Linked DNA regions of Salvelinus alpinus: region 2 is linked to region 1. A link is a contact called in public Hi-C data. All regions are on one chromosome and are shown on one strand. The core of a region is the stretch at or near the end of the contact, and the rest is flanking DNA. Distances in the headings are between cores, read along the strand shown. Region 1 holds the start of LOC139578505 (ras-specific guanine nucleotide-releasing factor RalGPS2-like). Region 2 holds the start of fam20b (FAM20B glycosaminoglycan xylosylkinase).

What was found. A called contact is a pair of places that touch in the nucleus more often than the background predicts.
Region 2: a Hi-C map of muscle shows a contact between it and region 1, with 5 times the contacts expected there. The contact joins the promoter of fam20b here to the promoter of LOC139578505 in region 1. A contact is called at or near these places in 2 of 3 Hi-C or Micro-C datasets (muscle and red muscle).

Annotation. Positions count from the first base shown.
Region 1 is chr6:29,353,248-29,355,945 of SLU_Salpinus.1, forward strand. It overlaps LOC139578505 (ras-specific guanine nucleotide-releasing factor RalGPS2-like), which reads left to right and starts at 1,379. Exons shown (of 19, transcript XM_071406199.1): 1 at 1,379-1,536.
Region 2 is chr6:29,508,114-29,510,811 of SLU_Salpinus.1, forward strand. It overlaps fam20b (FAM20B glycosaminoglycan xylosylkinase), which reads left to right and starts at 1,343. Exons shown (of 10, transcript XM_071406187.1): 1 at 1,343-1,577.

The DNA of each region.
Region 1 (2,698 bases), core at 129-2,628:
AAGTTCATAGGTTCTGCCACAAGATGGAGTCAAAGTCAAGGAAAACTAGCGTGATATGACAAATCCACTGTCCATGAGTACATCAGGGCAGGTCAGAGTTTTATTTTGTCGTCTAATTTGCTCATCCCATTTGATGTCATGTGATGTGTTAAAAATAGAATAATCTGGTGGGATATATTCACGTTATTGAGTAAAGCGCTTCAGATCAGACAGATAATGTGACGTTTCGGTCAGAATTGCTGAAACATTTATTTTGTTTTTTGTACACATATTATTATTAAAGTCCCAGCCTTCCATGGTCCAAATTGACAATATGAAAACATTGATGCAAACATATTCTATTGTTTTGCTACTTCCAAATCCAGCAGAGAAGCACACTGGTCACATCCACAGAGAAGCACACTGGTCACATCCGAGATAAAAACTTGGCTGTAATGCAAAATATTTGGGGGCGTAGCGAGAAACCTAAAATACAGACCTCTATCCTCTCTCTTACCATTACCGGTGGCAATTTCACTGGCATACCATTCACTCTCGTTGACTAAACAATGCCCAGCTCTGTCTCGCGCCCCCGGTAGGTGCCAGTCAAGACTCCACGCGACACACACGCAGCATTCTCTGGTGTACTGGCACACGGTGGTAGGAATCACCCTTATCTGTAGCCACAGATCTAGGATCAGTTTACACTCCCTAGTAACATTGGGGGAGACATAAAAAATATTTTAGCCTGGTCTCATAAACTAAACGTAACATAGTAAAATAAATCCTGGACACTAGTATTAGTATATGTTGGGTTTGATATGGTTACATAAAACAGATGGGTATTTAACGCAAAAACGAAAGTAGGATGGTTGGTTGGGGTGAATGGGTAGGAATGAATGTCTAGCAACTCAAAGGTTGGGAGTTTGAATTTCATCAGGGACAACTTTAGCATTTTAGCTAATAAGCAAACGTTACAACTACTTACTACATTTAGCTACTTTGCAACTACTTAACACGCTTTCAAAACTTTACTCCTTTAACCTAACTCCTAAACGCGAACCCGTAGCCTAGCTAACGTTAGCCAGCTAGCTACGGTTAGCCGCCTATCTGCCTAGCTAGAATTCGTAACATATCATACGTTTCTCAAATTTGTAATATATAGTTAATTTTGCAAAATCTTAACATATTCTGTATTTTGCAAATTCGTAACATATGTCACAAATTACAATTCGTATTACATCATGCGAAATTGGTGCCTGACATCCACAAATTAAAACATACCATTGGACATGTCATTTATTATCCTAAAAACAAGGATTTCGGTTTCCGTACACAATAATACGAACTGCTCTGAGACCAGGTTGCAGCGGGCAACAGCGAAGGCGAGCGAACTTTCTAAATTCCGCCCCTTTTCCCGTGTCCATTCAACCCTCATTCAAAACAGAACACAGCTGTTGCAGAGCACACCGCTTTTGGCTTTGTAGGAGCCTCTGAAATTTGCCGGGGTCGAGTTTCCCTACCCGAAAAGAGGAATTTGGCACCCATTTCTGTGTGGTGAGTGTCTGGTTTATGTCTGTTTTCGTAAACTAGGGTATGTGGCAGCATCCCTGATGCTAAATCCATTTGCGCGGAAGGTTAGCTAACGTTATCCACTGGAGTAAGCCACACTAACGACGTTAAGCTTTCTCTCTCTGCAGTAACGTTAAGTACGTTAGTTAACGTTGACTACCTTGCGTTACACCACTGCCAGTTCTAGCTCTCAGAATGTCTTAAGATGTTTGCACTTGTCGAGTTAGCTAACGATAGCTGTAGGTAGTCAACGTTTGTTTGACAAGTTTAGTTAGCAAACTAACTAACAACTGTCCTCTTTAATGTCGTTGCTATTTGTGTTTTTTTGCCAACTGAGATGGCTAGCTGGCTAACGGTTATTTGCGCGTGTTGTCCCCAGCCTGCTGTTAGCGCTAAGCTGATGGCTACTGAAACGCCTTGGCTCGGGTTGTCTTGGACTCAGAACCCCCCTCACTGTCCCGCCCAGATCCGGGGAGTGTTTTTTTCTCTCTCACTAAAATGGCTTGGATATAAACAAACTGCCGGTTGACTAGTTGTCTTTCAATATAGAAGTTATTACTATATGCAGTTAGTCTGAAAAAGCAGAGCACTTTTAGGGAGGTGCAACGGCCTGTAGTTTATACACAGGCAAGAAACATCACGTTAGCCAGCCAGCCGTTGCAATACGAATTAATTAATCTTTCATGACAGGTTGGCATCAACATCGCGATGCCTGCCTACTGTAGCTAGGATATGTCAGCATCAATGTGTTTTGCTACATTAGCTAGGTAACGTTAGGCCCTGTAATGTACCAGTTAAAAGCAATACCGTGGGTCGATATAATTGATTTCAAAGGGTGAAAGTGTAGAGTAATGAATTTATTATTTGTAATGCACGTCTCATGTCCCACATTATTTCCTAGATGAGCCACGTTTAACAGATTGCTGATGCATCTTTCATTGCTGCCTTGATATTGCTAGACAATAGCCACTTGCTGGGCAAAGCCAGGGACTCTACAGCAACATATATCAGTCATGCCACATGCCATGCAGGCAGATTTCCGTTAACCCAGTAATATCTGTTAAGCAGTGTACGCTTGTGTTCCATAACTGAGATGCAGGTCTGGACATTAACGTTTTTTGCCAGTAGGACATTTTTTATTTTTTTT
Region 2 (2,698 bases), core at 93-2,592, 150 kb after region 1:
CCACAGTGACCGTACGTACATTCCCCAACCAGAAGCCATGGATTACAGGCAGCATCCACACTGAGCTAAAGGATAGAACTGCCACTTTCAAGGAGCGGGACTCTAACCCGGAAGCTTATAAGAAATCCCGCTATGCCCTCCAACGAACCATCAAACAGGCAAAGCGTCAATACAGGACTAAGATCGAATCGTACTACGCCGGCTCTGACGCTCATTTAGGCAGGGCTTGCAAACCATTACAGACTACAAAGGGAAGCACAGCCGAGAGCTGCCCAGTGACACGAGCCTACCAGACGAGCTAAACTGCTTCGAGGCAAATAACACTGAAACATGCATGAGAGCACCAGCTGTTCCGGAAGACTGATCACGCACTCCGCAGCCGATGTGCGTAAGACCTTTTAAACAGGTCAACATTCACAAGGCCACAGGGCCAGACGGATTACAGGCAAGTGTCTCTGACATTTTCAACCTCTCCCTGTCCGAGATTATTGTGGACTACAGGAAAAAGAGGACCGAGCACACCCCCATTCTCATCGATGGGGCTGCAGTGGAGCAGGTTGAGAGCTTCAAGTTCCTTGGTGTCCACATCACCAACAAACTAACATGGTCCAAGCACACCAAGACAGTCGAAGAGGGCACAACAAACCCTAGTCCCCCTCAGGAAACTGAAAAGATTTGGCATGGGTCCTCAGATCCTCAAAAGGTTCTACAGCTGCACCATCGAGAGCATCCTGTCTGGTTGCATCACTGCCTGGTATGGCAACTGCTCGGCCTCCGACCGCAAGGCACTACAGAGGGTCGTGCGAACAGCCCAGTACATCACTGGGGCCAAGCTTCCTGCCATCCAGGACCTCTATACCAGTGTCAGGGGAATGACCTAAAAATTGTCAGACTCCAGCCACCCTAGTCATAGACTGTTCTCTCTGCTACCACACGGCAAGCGGTGCCGGAGCGCCAAGTCTCGTAAGTATGCATTTCACTGTAAGGTCTTGTTGTATTCGGCGAATGTGACTAATAAGATTTGATATCTTTATGCTATAATGGTTCACATCTACAGTAATGCATGATTTACACGCACACCACCATGCACACACACAGACCTCTCTTCAACCCAGTGTGCAGGATATATTGAACTGGAACCATTTTTACTGGGAGACTCTCCCTAGAGAAGTATGCCTATGTCTAGGTCCATATCGAAATGAAGGTAATGCAGTGACGTGCATTACTTATGTGATAAATGCATAGCGATGACTGCTTAATTATAATACAACAGCGCTGCCTGGTGTCTAAATCGAAACCTGACATTAATAAACCCCATTATGTTGAATACATTGTCTACAATTAAATAGGTCCTGGTCTCTTTAAGATTTAGGTGGCGGTGTGCTTGAGGAAATGTTTCGGAAGTGTAAACGCTAAGGTAGGAGGAATCGAAGGAAAGGAGAGCAAAGGGATGGAGAAATTATCCCTTTTTGACAGCCTATTGGTGAATACACAGTTCCACACAAAATACCAAGCACACCCTGACTGGTGCATTGTCGTCGTTTGACATCCAGTAACGTTAGCGGTAATCGTGAAAGGTAAGCCATTTATTAGACTTACCAACTAGCTAAAGGCACATCTTTACAATTAACGTTGGCAAGCTAGCTAGCCTATATTCATACATTTTTGATAACGACTAATGTTAGTTTACTCGCTAGGTACTGTAGGTACAGTACTAGCTAGCTCGTCAGCAATCTACGCAAGCTTTGATGTGGAAAATATCGATGCAGTTCGTTAGCTAGGTACAGTAGCTACGTTAGTACTGTAAGTTGCTGCATTGCTGGAGCTTGCTAACGTTAGTTAGATGCTCTCGAGAACCCAAGCCAAGGTATGAAAGGTAGTTAACGTCTAGTATGGGCTACGTTGCTAGCTACAGAGTATATGTCTACCTAGCTGTGGGCCAGTTTCTAAACCATACTGTAACGTTATTGTCTTTGTGTGGGCCTTTGCTATTTCCAACCAACCAACCAACCAGCTAGCTAGAAGGCTAGCAATGTTGTTGGTCCCATGAAAGACCGATTGTGTGGAAGGCAGCTCGAGTCATTCCTGCCTGCGTGGCCACCGCTAGACAGATGTTTAACTTAGCCAGTTAACGTTAATTCACGGGTTGTCCTCAGTTACTGGTATGCCTTTTTCATTCATTTTCAACAAGACAGTTTCATGTGAACCAGAATCTGGCACAGGAGGCGTTGATATGGCGAATCATATCAATGTCTTCTGATCTGTAAAACCAGATTCTGGTTCAGTTTCATGTGTATGTATGTGGGTCATTTTTGGGCTCGGGTAATATTTCAGTCCCTCTGACTTTATTTCAAGTATTGGGTCACCAAAATGAAATGTTAAAAGATGTTGTATATAAATGGAAATGTCCAGCATAATGAATGGAAATAAATATAGCATTAATTTAAACTTTTATAAAAAATATTTATTTTTACTTGGGAAATGAATATTAAAATGTGCACATAATTAATTACTTTTGCCATTAATGCAAACTTGTTTTTGTTGCGAAAGTATAATTGAATAAAATCACACAATTTTCCCTCAGTCTACACTCAACCCCATCACACCAACTAAACCAACCAAAGTCCACCCTTATGCGCCGTCATTAACAGGAAGTGACATCATTCCACTTTTTTTTTTTTTTTTTACCTTGATTTAA